2 separate regions of the Triticum aestivum genome follow, and region 1 is linked to region 2. A link is a contact called in public Hi-C data. All regions are on one chromosome and are shown on one strand. Each heading gives the region's core, a stretch centred on a gene start, on an enhancer-like site or on the middle of the called end of the contact. The rest is flanking DNA. Distances are from core to core; before and after follow the strand shown.

What was found. Hi-C and Micro-C count contacts between places; a contact is called where the count stands out from the background.
Region 1: a contact with region 2 is called in a Hi-C map of leaf, with 2.2 times the contacts expected there. The contact joins the promoter of LOC123129468 here to the enhancer-like site in region 2. A contact is called at or near these places in 2 of 5 Hi-C or Micro-C datasets (both in leaf).

What each region holds. Positions count from the first base shown.
Region 1 is chr1B:435,842,840-435,849,313 of IWGSC CS RefSeq v2.1, reverse strand. It overlaps LOC123129468 (probable protein phosphatase 2C 48), which reads left to right and starts at 4,909. Exons shown (of 4, transcript XM_044549624.1): 1 at 4,909-5,521. The coding sequence starts at 5,321.
Region 2 is chr1B:435,785,166-435,791,905 of IWGSC CS RefSeq v2.1, reverse strand. No RefSeq gene overlaps it. Among protein-coding and RNA genes, the nearest start is that of LOC123129457, 21 kb to the right of the region's middle. Within about 2 kb of position 2,600, at least 2 of the 8 cell types and tissues checked have an H3K27ac peak or open chromatin away from gene starts, as enhancers often do. A contact at or near this core is called in leaf, where this site is marked.

The sequences.
Region 1 (6,474 bases), core at 3,660-6,159, 55 kb before region 2:
GATCTGGTAGCAGCAACACTGATGAACTATTCCCTATTTATCCAATGACTCTTAATAATTTAAACTGTCATTTGATAGTAGTTAGGATGAACTGTCATTTGTTTAAGTAGCTGACGCAACATGTTCAGATTCTGTGTGGTAAGCTCACCACTACTTAGAAGTGATGACAACACCTTATGCAGGTTGCAACCAAATACCATGTCATATATGCGCCTAATGCAATGCGGGCAACCAAACGTCGGGTCGAAAATGGTTGTCTCATGCAACTAGGGGCATGCAGGCAACCAAACTATGTGCATCTGGGATTTTTTTGGCCTACATCCCCTCAAACCGGCTCAATAGAGTCAGACTCGTCGGGCCAGGCTCGACTGGCAATGTAACAAAACACGTCCCAACTAGTTACGTATGCACGTTAATTGATCTAAGCTGATTCCTATCGGGCCAAAAGCACCGGCGGCGCCAGTGTTAGCTCTCAACTCACACGCTCAGATGCACTAGGACTCGAGTTTGTCTCAAAAATAAAACTAGGACTCGAGTAGTTTGGGTAGCGAACAACTTGACGCGCAGCTGGAAACTTGCAGCGACATGTAACGACATGCATGCAGCTGCCGAATACGACGCGCACGGCCTCCGCACAAAATAGTGAGCTCGTGCCCTGGTAATTGAATGGGAAGAAAACGGGAAAAAAAAAATCAACGGCCTGACTAATTATTCAACAGCCAGAAGTGCATCAGAGAGAGGTTGCTTTATACACGAGCGAGCTGGTACGAGTCCAGCTTTGTACAGCTGAATGACCCTAAGTTGGGCGCTGCCCCGGCCGGAAGGGGTGGCGTCGTGGCCGACAGCCACCCTGCAGAGTCAAAACCACTGTACGTCGGTAAAAAAAACCACCCGAAGCGTTGCGAGGGACTAAACTAATCTGATTTTAAAAGTTGAGGGGCTAAACTTATCTGGTTTTAAATGTTGAGGGACTAAGATTTGCTGGTTTTATAGTTGGGAGACCATTTCTATACTATCCAAAAAGTTGAGAGACGAAAAATATACTCATCCCTTGAATGAAATGAAATGCTTTCCCCCCAAAAGAAAAGGTTCTCAATGAATCAAACATACGTCTGTGTGATTATAATTTATTGTCCGAAAAATGCAGCCACGTACTTGGAAAAACAAAAGCACGTTTCAGAATTTCAAAAATTGGTGAAGCAAGGATGAACATCCTGGTTCAATCAGACATGCATATCAAATCCAATCAGGTTCAGTGAATTTTTTTGTTTTTGTTTTGGATGTTTTCTTGTGCGCAAACACTGTTGGCCTTGCATGGGACTGTGCTTAAAGCACCTTTGGGTATGGCTTTGGAGGAACGCTCAAATCAATCGTTTTTCTAGAGCCAGACCCGAGTGATGCAACTCGAGCGCAGGTGCGGCTTTGGTAGTATGGGTTTGCACGTGTTTTGTTCCACTCACCACTTTCAATACACTTCACATGATCCCTTCTAATCTACATAATGGTGATTTATTTCAAATAAGCTCTACACAAAAACAATGCACATTAAAGTTGTGGTTTCATTCAGACGGTCAGTTCCTAATCTCATGGATTGTAAATCTTCAATTCCATGAGGATTTTGAGACGAATTTCAGCAAAATCATCACACCCAGTCGACCGTTTGAAATTTCATTTGACCACTAGATTCATCTTGTTGCTTCACATGCACTTCGTGTTGCACATATTCTGTGTTCGACGATCGTACACGATAGATCCACACCTCCTACTGGACCACACAAGCATGTTCATGTGTGCATGTTATGAATCGATGAAACTAGGTAAAATCTTTGCATTTGGACACCGTTTGAAATTTTCTTTAACTACTACACGCCCATGTTGTACGTTTTCTTTTTCAACGTTCGTAGACAAGTAGATCTACATCTTCCTACTGGTTGTACAAACGTGCCACACCCGAACGTCAGTTGCCTGAAAAACAATTCGCGTCTACTTGATTTCATGAATATTGGATGAGCATCTGAGGGCTGCCACACCTTCTTCCACCTCGAGCCGGCTTTTCTCTTCTTGCTTCATCACCTGTTTTCGCGTGAGGTAAATTCCACAGGAATAAGAGGTGAGATTAATCCCAAACAGCAGCACGTGGCATCTCAAGAGAAAATGATTGTTACCAAACATTCATGTGTGTGTTTCTTCTCAGCCAATCTAAGCAGTCTACCAAAGTACGTGCACAACATGATTTTTACCACGTATTTCAACTCAACCAGGCTCCCGAAAAACGCAAAAGGTGTGCACGCTACCAAACAGGCCACCAATATGTTGCTAGTAATTTTTTTTTCGAAAAGGGGGATCCCCGGCCTCTGCATCAGCATGATGCATACGGCCATATATGTTGCTAGTAATGAGATGCCGCTCCAGTGCATCGTCTCGTTGCAAGCAACACGCGGAAAGGATGCTAACATCACTCAGCATTTGAGCCAGTTTTCTGTTGCCATCGCCTGGCAGCCCAACAGAAAGAAGAACCCCCGCACCACCACGGCCACGAGATATCCGGCAAGACGCTGCTCCAGGTCACGTGTTGCCGAACCGGTGGAGGGGGCTTCCCCAGTGCACAAGCCAACATGTGCGGCTCTCCACGTACAACGGGCGGCATCCGGCGGCATGGTGGAAAACGAAATGACATGACGCCTGCCTGTGCGGTGCCCAAGTTCGTTCTTGTGCGGTTGTTGACGGGCGCAGGGTAGCGATCAAAGGAGGGATCGTCTGCCTCCGGAAGAAGCATTTTCTATGCTCCTTGAGTGCTCGCACACGGTGGAGATCACCCGCCGGCTCGTGGCTGAGAGGGTCACCAAGACCTTCTGCCCTCTCTCAAATAGTATATCCCCTTTTCTTGCTGAGATGTTGGAATGGGATAAACAAGCATATCAACTGTATATGGATAGCTTTTAGTATTGCTGCTGCTGCAGCTGACGGTTGCACGGATCGAAATTTCGTTGCGTGCATTTGCTAGTTGGAACTATGATTTGATTTGACCAAAAGAAAAGGAAAAAAGATGCGGAGAATATTATTCGCAAAATGTTTGATTGCTCGGTACCATTCATTTGGAATAAAAATAAATAAGCAAGGTTTTTTGTTTGCCAAGAAATAAACAAGGTTCTGAACCTATAAAAAAAAGAAATACATTTTGGTGCGACACACACACACACACACACACAAAGTCGCAAAATTTTATAGTTAATAGCGCATGCGATAGACATACATCATTTTGTATTTTTGTGGAGCTCACACCAAAAACATATTTCACCATGAAAGTTTAGAGAAATGTGGTACGCATGTATTTTTCCGGGTTTTTTTTAAAGTTAAAAGTGTTCTCTTTTATTTTTCTTTTGAAAAATATACCATCTCCATGCAGATTAAAAAGAAATTGTTGTGAAACGGTTGTATAGTTGTATTAACATTTTTCACGTCTTTTTTTTGAATAGGAGGGTTATCCTCGGCCTCTGCATCACTCTGATGCAGAGGCCGGAGGCTATCCTCCTTTTCCTAACAAAGATTATTAGACCGTCATCCAAACCGGTTGTAAGTATCTGGTGCTACCGTTTTCTAACGGTTGCACTCAATATACGTATGCTTCTTGGCTTTCTCGTGAGTAACGACTACAGACGGATCCAAGTTATGGCTCTGTATATAACCAATAAAAAAATTATAAGAGTTTGTCTGTTAAAAATCATGTCATTTATGCAGTTCCATATAACCCAAAGTAATGTGCATATTTCTATCTCAATATGTCCTGCAGTACTTGGCTCCACTCCATCCAGCCACGTCCCAAATAAGATGTTAATACTAGTTGGAGGGCTAATATTAAAGACTACATGAATCGTATGCCATAAAAGTTTAGCAAGAGGTCATTTGAGAAGGGGGTGTTTTATGGTTTCATCTCTAGCTCATTAGAGAGGTTCACTTCCATCAACCTCGGCACAAGATGTAGCCAACCGTCCCATCGATCACCTACACATTTTCCGCATCATAGTTCTTATTACATAGATTGTCGTTGTCCTGAAGTCGGCAAGGAAAAGACTTGTTCGAGACAAAAGTCGCGCAAGAGCCATAAGCTCGCCCATATTTTGTGCGAGAGGGGAGCTAAGCTTCTGCTCCTCTGTTTTTTCCCCACAACATAAATGTCACGTAAGGGTATGTTGTAGACTATTTTAGGTGTGCGATGTATTCTAGTACTCCCTGCGTCGTATCTAGATAAAGTTAGGACAAGCATTTTTGGACGGACGTAATAATAGACAATAAATATTACAGGGATACGCGTACAAGCACTACAACAAAGAAATATTGTATACACCCCAAGATACTTAAAGAAGAGGAAGAAACAAATAAGAGAACATGATCGACCACAAATACTTTACGATTCCGCGACGTTAAAGAGGCATCAAGGGACATAAACCAAATCCGCCTGTAGATGGGTATACATTATTAAGATTTTGCGCAACATATTCTTTATTTATTACGTAGATCGTCCCAAAGATAGCAAGCAAAGACGCTTGTTGGAGACAAAAGTTCAGCAAGACCCAAAACTACACCCATCCGTTCTACTGGGCTCGGACACGCCATTGCGCATCATAACCGTCGACGTCGGTCTGTGCACATCCCAGAGCGGGGCGCACACAACTGCTTATCCACATCGACCAAAAGGCGGGCGCGACGGAACACGCACTCGCCGAGGATCCGTCCCGCTCCCGTTCCCAGCGGAAACGCACGCGTCGCTGTGTTGTGTTGCTGTGGAAGCGACGGGCGGACGGGCGGACACACCGTGTGGCTGCCTCGGCTTCGCCTGCATCTGCATGGTGTGTGTGAGCTTTCCCTGCACCCACGGCTCTCCCTCCCTCTCCCCTCTCCTTTATAAGCTCCCACCCAAGCTTTCACTTCACCTCCACCACAATTCTCACGGTCTCGCCTCCCTTGCGCGCCCCTTCCCTTGTTCATCGGTCGCCTCACCGCAGTCCAGCAATCCTCGCTTGCTGTTTCTCCTTCCACACTTTCTTCCTTGGTGAAGTAGAAGTCGAGCCGGCCGATCCTATCCAGATATCCACTCCAAGCTCGTCTCTTCAATCCAAAGCAAAACAAAGATCCAGGAGAAACGGCCGACCGGGACATCTCCCAAGCTAAAGAAACCCTGCTTCCTTCTTAGCCTCTGCTCTGTTCTTGCCCGTGAACACCACGAGTACCAAGCACCGAGAAACTAAGAGAGGAAGGAGGAGGAGGAAGAAGGTTCTCTGTACTGATCGAGAGCGGGGGGTTTTGATCTTGGCTAGCGAGAATGCGGCAGATCTCGTCGATGCTGCAGGGGCTGGCCCGCTCCATGTCTCTGGGGAAGGAGAGGAAGGAGGCGGAGGAGCCGCAGGGGACGGTGCTGCGGTCGTCGGGGACGCTCTGGGGCGAGGGCTCCGAGACCTTCGCCGCGGTGTGCTCCCGCCGCGGCGAGAAGGGCACCAACCAGGACACCTCCATCGTCTGGGAGGTGAGTTTGCCGGCCGCTGCTCTGCTTCTTCCCTGCTTGCTCTCTGATGCATGTGGATGAATTTTTACGCTGGTTAATGGTTATCACAACATATTACTGGTGGCGTGTAGTCAAAGATCAACAACACCGCACGGAGCTTCTTGCCACACAATTTAATTCCCGCGTTCCAAACATAAATTTCTGCTACTCGAGAGGCGGAATTGGTTCTAAAAATTGTGGCCAAGATGAGACGGCGACATGGTCTCTGTTCCACAGAAAATGGTGAGGGTACAGCGTTGGGACTTGGGACTAGTCGCTGGCTTCTTCTTCTCATTTCTGGCCACAGAAGAAATAAATCAGTTTTCATGTGCTTGCCTTGCGTGTGCACGCAATAAAATAGAGATTGGATCCCGTCTCCCTCCGTTGTTTTACCTAACCATTTTTCTGATATTTTTATGAGTGAGATGGTTCAGTTCGGTTTTGTGGTAGTATTCGGTACAGCCAAACTATTGTTAGGCCATTCACCAGATTACGTGTTGCCTCTTGAGATCATGTTGTTCACAAGTTTCTTGGATACGGCGCTTGCCTTTTGCCTCTAGGCGTTTCATCCTGTAGTACTAGTATCTGCCAAAAAGAGGGATGGTACGTGTCTTGATTTGTTGGAGCGAAAAAGGTGTTGGGTTTCTTGGTATCTGAATCCAGAGTTGCTTTGGACAGTTATAAACACCTTAAACATACTGGTTGCGATGGTCAAATTTGCTATTTTTTCAGACTGCAAATCCATTATATTTCATCAATTTACGAAACATGTAATTAACCATTTTTTGTTGGATAAAAAACCGACAGTAAGTTATCGGGTTAGAAATACGTCAATCGGCTTAGAAATAGACACTCCCTTAAACTGAACTAGATTAGAAACACGAGCTTATTTGACTATTCAGTTCCGCAAAAATGGACAACGATGGCCTACCAGC
Region 2 (6,740 bases), core at 1,351-3,850:
GAACAGCATAGGGTGGACGAAGATGAGGTGAAAAAGAACGGTGTGGATAAGGGACGCGTGGACCGCTGAAGAAAAGGAACCGGAAGGGGAGGGGCACCTTTCGCGCTGCAGTTGTACGCATTCAAATGTTCTCGCCCAGAACAGCAGTCCTGATCGCGAAACGAGTGACGCGTGCGTGCGTACCTTAACGTGTGCAGCGCATGTCGACAGAACAAAAGGAGATGCCCTATCCGATTGGGCCGATGCTAGGCGCCGGCGGACCGGCGGAAGCGCGCGCCGGTCAGCTAATAACCGTTCGATCAAACTAATTTAATCCGTTTGATCGTACATCATGTGGGCCAGTCGTCCTTTTTTCTTGATTATACTATATTAATAACTCCATAAACTGTTATTACTCCATAATCCATGCGTTGCCGTACTTGACGCCAGAAAATGAAGAGATCGTTTACTCCTCCCGCACTCAACGCTGGACGCCGGCCCTAGTGTGCGTCACCGGCCCAGCGCCTCCAGTCATGGCCGCTCGTATGTCGCGGCATAGGTGTCGGTGGCGTCCAACCAGCCGTCCCATGGTCTCACAACTTCGAGCATTGCGTGTCGCAGGAGTCGTTGCTCGTTGTAGCACCTAGTCGCCGCAGTAGTAGCGCGCCACACGGCCGTTCCAGCAGCACCATGCACCACCGCGCAGCTCCTTCGGCGTCACCACTTGCACCATGGTCAACCCTGCCATCTCCGGTTGAAGCTTTTTCTATCGCCGATTGTAGGCTTTTTTGGATGCCCGTTGTAGCTTTATTTGTCCTCGATTGCAACTTCCCTCACCGCGATCGCAGCTTTCCCTATCACTGGTCGCGGCCGCCGCGTCACCAGTTGCAGCTCCATTGTGAGACGGTTGCATCTTGTCGTAGCAAGGTTGCAGCATTCCCCTTGGTGTCGTAGTGGTCGGGCGCCCTCGTCGCCAGTGGTCGTCGTTCACAGATCCGCCCTTGCTAGTCCAGCACGAAGTAGTCGCCCCGTAGAAAAATGCCGCCCTCTTGTAGCAGGCCGACACCTATGTCGTTGCAGGACCTAGCAGCCGCCATCGTAGCACATCCGTCACTGCATCGGCGTGCGGCCAGCCGCAACTCTCAACGTCGCCACTCACACCATTGGCGCGTTCAATTGAAGTTTTTTCTCACACCGGATGAAGCTATTTCCATGCCGGTTGAAGCATTTTTCACAAGTTGAAGCTTTCCACCGTGTCGATTGTCTGTAAAAGGTTGCAACTCCTTTCATTTTGCAGTGCCCGGTTGAAACTTTGTATATTTTCTGGTTGAAGCTTTTTTCACCTATGGTTGAAGCTTTTTAAGTACGGTTGCAGCTTTTCCAGTTTGGCAGTAGCTGGTTGAAGCTTCCGCTGTCGATGAATGAAGCTTTTTCGATCTAGGCTTGAAGCTTTTTTTGTAACACCCGTATCGGTGGTTTCAACGTCTCCGCCGCCCCTATGTTTTTATTCATCGGTTCCAGCTTTTGGATTCATCGGTTGCAGCATCTGTACATTCGGATGCAACAATTTTATAGCAGGAGTAGCACTCAATGCAGGCGGGAGGTAGAAGAAAGGTAGAAGATAAGGCAAACGATAATTAAGGAAAAAATGAACCGTCACGCAGGGCCCGCCACGTATATTTTGCTTCAACCATTGTTCATTTTTACTACGACCGGTGACAGGAATCCCTACAACCATTCATGTCGACAGTAATGGCGGCGACCACGATTTGCTTCAACCTTCGTCGGTTGTAGCTTTTCCCGCTGTCAGTTGCAGCAAAAATACCAGCGCCGCCGTAGCCACCACAAACTTCGCCGTGGCCGTTGCAGCAAATCACATATCCGATTGTAGCTTTTTCATTGCCGGTTGTAGCAAAAATGACCGCCTGTGGTAGCTTTTCATGCTTCCGGTAGTAGCAAAAAATCGCAACACCTTGGTCGCCACCATAAAACTTCGGTGTTGCCATTGCAGCAAATCACGTCATCGGAGGTAGCTTTTTTTGTTGCCGGTTCCAGCAAAAACAAGTGCCGGTTCTAGCAAAAAATTCAATGAAGCAAAAAAACGCCTGACCCGGTTCCAGGTTGTCTCCATGGTTCTAGCTTTTCTGCAGATGCTTCCAGCAAATCTTGAACATGTTTGCAGCTCTGTTGTCAACCGGTTCCAGCAAATCTTGAGCACGAAGCCTGCTCGGCTTGGAGCTTGAACCATGGCGGGGCGGCCGTCGCGCACGGGGGCGTCATCGCCGGCGAAGTCATCGCAGCCGTTGTCTCGGCCAACCCCTACAGCTTCGTGGGTCGTCGTACCAGAAAAGCACGTGAGCAGCAGAAAAAAGAAAGTGGCGGCACGGGGTGGGCCAAATCACGATTTGCGGCGAACTCACCATGTCCATACTGCTTCTTGCCGGTAGGGGGCTTTTGCGAGGAGAGAGTGCGCTATTAGAAGGGATTTAGGGAAAAATGGTGGAGGATGAAGGGATAAGGCCGCTGGGTGTCGGTGGGCTGGGCCCCCGCATAGGACACACATGGCGCTACAAGCAACCATGATGGATCCAAATAAATCCTACTACGCACGAGCGACCGGCGCGTTGTTTCGGCCGGTCCGCCGGAAGCCAACGTTTCCATCCGATTGTCACCCCTCGCCAGCTGCTGCTATCACAACGGCAACGGCTGCTGCCTACAGTGAACGCCCGCCATGATAGACCGACCGCCCGGGATCCGGGAACGCGCATTTGGAGACTGCAAAAATCGTCGGTAGGTATTGTGCGTATGGGCGTGTTTGGCGTGCAGGTGCAACACGTTAAAACACTGGACTACACACACAGGTGGCCGGTCAAAGTGTGATCGACTGCATCATGTGGCACGCACATGCATGAACACATATTCTCCAACCACGTGCCCCCCTCACCACGAAAATTTAAAAAGGCTTCAGTCACATGACACATCCTCCATGCTTACCATGTCAGACGTACTTTGTACACGCTCATGAGAAAACAAATTACCTGCTTTGCAGATTAAAATTAGACATGTGCGTGCAGCTGCGTACGTAACCACGTTCCGCGTGCCCATCTTCTTTCCGGAGCCTTTGACAAACGACGATCGATTGACTATTCACATCGTATTCGTATATGTATGTGCTCCGTTCGTAGTGGTGGTACGGTATAGCTACCGCGCGTTGTTCATTCCTACATAATCAACCAATTGATCATCCCGCCAAACAATAGACCGATCTGCATTTTCAGGCTCGGGGTCCCTGTTTTCCTCTCGTCCCTGGCTGCTGGAACCCGAGCCACTGCCAGGGGAGGCCGATCTTCCAACGCCGCTCTCCGGCGGCTCCGCTCCGCCGGCGACCTCGGTCGTCGGTGGTAGGGGGTCGCCGGATCCACGCGTGTGGATCGTTTTTACTCTCTTGTAGTCTAGGTTTTTAGGTTGTTCATCGTCTTTTTTTCGGCGGCGACGATGACAACGCTGAATAAAAATTCTTTCTTCGGATCCTTTCCTGACGAGGCCATCGGTCCTATGGTTGAGGATGGATTTGCAAACCAGTCTGTTCAAGCAAGGATGCCGTGGCGGCGGCGGCTTACTCGTGGTGGACCTGTGTCCTCGGACTCCGCTGTTGCGATGGCGTTTGCTCCAGCGTTTGCGTGGAGGTTGGGAGGTAGTCTAGGAGCGGATGCAGATTGTGGTCTACATCGACGATATCTGGAAAATGGAGCATGTGCTGGGCTCGTGGTTCATGGATGATAGATATGGTTTCCTCCTTCGGCGTTTTAATCGTGGTGGGGTGCTAGATCTGGAGTTCGATGGCGTGTCGGGGGTGTTGCACCGGTTTGATTCGTTCAACTGTAAGGGCTTCACTTTTTGTGAGCCACCTTGGAGGTCCGCAAAGCTGCATATCAGCGATGGAGCCGCGTCGAGCTCGGGTGAGAAGGTGATTCGTCATTCTTTTCTTCGGTGGCTACTGCGGTGGTGCCGGAGGCAGGTGATGGACGTTGGTGTCAATTTCAGAGATGTTCTGCTATCTTTCGAGTTTTGTCATGTCGGTCTTTACGTGAATTGTAGTTTGTTCTTTATGATATGAATGAAACACGTATTACCATGCAAAAAAAAACAATTGATCACCCGATCGATGTGACATGTTTCTTTTTATATGTACCTGTTCCAAGATTCTCCGTCCGTAGGAGTTGTGTCCGGCTCCAGCGAGGAACGGGTGATGATGGCGGCGCGTATTCGGCTCACTTCAGTGCTCGTAGTCATTGTTAGGTGGTTTATGAATCTGGATGTATTTTTTTTACGTTCATTGTACTACCATGATTAAAGATAAATAGATCGACAGTCCCCCCCCCCCCAAAAAAAAGCGTTTTAGACACATATTATGGGACAGATGGAGCATAAATCGCGAGTGGACATGGTGCCACGCGAGGTCGGTATCACCCCCATCCGCTCCCACATGACTCGTGCGGTTGTAATACACTCACCAGGTAAGCATTTCTTAGGGCAAAGTATTCCTAAGGTCAATTAGTGATCATGGCCCACCAATCTGACAAGCGGAGTTACTCTTTCATTTATTTGGAGCAGACCACTAGTCTGCATCCCCCAGCCCCTTCAGTAATCCTTCTCCCTGGTTCTCGCGGTCTCATGTGCTCCTCCTGTATGTCACACATTAATTAATTAGCTCTACCAAATGAACAGAACGATGAGGGTGTTCTCTCCCTTGATCTGATGCCTTGAATATAATGGCTGGGTATGTTCTCAGAGGTCTTGTTATATATAGTAGAGAACATTAACAAACGCTTAACCCTTAACCTTCTGCCATCGCTGGAGCTTGATGCTATGGTCACCTTCTATCTTCTCCCGACTGTCAGGTTGAAGAAGGTTGTATAGTGTAGGAGTATTCCAGCAGTATGCGCTAATTAATCTATCGTGCCTAATTTTCAGAACCAAAGACTTGTTTTGCGCTACCTTCCCTTGAATGTTTTTATTAATTACTGCAATATGTGTATGTTGTTTACATTCATTTTTAGGGGGATAATACTACACCATTAACATGAACACATAGCACTGATGAACTAATATAACAGTACAACTCAATTATACACGGGCAAAAAGAACTTGGGCAAAACAAACCAAAACAAAAACGGCAGGGCCACACTTGTTAAATGCCATTCAAGGCGTACGTATTCAAGACATGCACCTTTAAACATTGTTGACCAGCATTTTAAATTATTCGTGTCACATTAACATGACAAACACATGCAGGGTCGTACTCCCTCCGTTCCTAAATATAAGTCTTTTAAGAGATTCCAGTAAGAGACTACATACAAAATAAGTGAATCTACATTCTAAAATATGTCTTATACATCCGTATGTAATCTCTTAGTGAAATCTCTAGAAAGACTTATATTTAGGAACGGAGGGAGTACTCTGCATGTGCATGCGTGTGTATCCAGCTCCATTTAAGATGGCTAGCCACCAACACATGTACGTGTATTTGCTGAATTAACCTGATGTATCATTCGGGTATTCATCAATCACTATATTAATTCCTAATCTTATAGCATGGATGGACTGCCTAGATTCCATCCTCGCTTGCTATCATGTCCTAAAAATCTGTGTCGACAGAGGGAGTACGTAATTAATCGGGACAAGTAGTTTGATTTGCTGTTCCCTATGATTTGTGTCAACAACATTAGTTGAGAGTTGATGCATTTCCTTGTGTGCGATTTAATCTAATCGTAAACCACTCTTGCTAATCATAATCAATTCTGACAAAACAAATCAAAGAGCGATATGGTGTCGTGTGACACCTATATACTCCCTCCATCCCAATAAAGGTGTACTAAACTTGAAACACTTATTTTAAGACGGAGGGGGTATGTTGCAGCGCTGATTTAATCTGCGTCGGATCGTCACATAGCTGTGCCATCTCTATTATCATTCGTTCTGGTCATCATTTGTATATGCGCAGAAGTCATTAGCACCAATAATAGAGGCATGGTGATGAACTGTGGATTAGATGCGTATAAAGGTTGTATCAACCACAGAAAATTGCTGGGGGCGGATAGTCTTAATAATGACATCTATTATTTCATACGACTGTTGAATGATTCCATTTTCTTTAATTCATTAAGAGTTAAACAATATGGTTAGCTGAGTATATGCCACGCAAAGAGAGGCTAAGAAACAAAAGACTAGTGCAATGCCAGTTTTGGCTTACTCAATTGTTGAAACTTGAAACAAAAGAAAATCTCAGCATCCTTTATTCCACGGAAATCTTCACACTCCCTAACTTGTGGTGCACATCTTGATTTCCAATTTTTCGCATGTTTTGGCGAAGTCCGCCTTTTGTTTTCTTCCAGAACTAAAAACCTTGTGACCAAGTATGGGTATTTTCTATGGGATTGGAACAACATTATACATATGTACAATCAGAGTGTAAACTTGTGAAAAGCGAATCGAAGATGAAGTATTAAGATGTTTCGTTATACGGATCATGAAAAATAAATAAAAGAAGTGAATGTGCCCGATAAATCAAAACATGGCCTCGTCCAGGCATATTAGCTTGAACGAAAATGATGTGCGTGCGGCAATATGTTTTGTCCGAAGCTTGTGCGACCAGACACAGGGTCTACGGCGCATTGTTCTAGCTTGAATCAGAAGGTAAACATCCATGTCATGGCTCCGAAAACTTGTCGAGATTAAACGAAGTTGCACCAGAGAAAAAC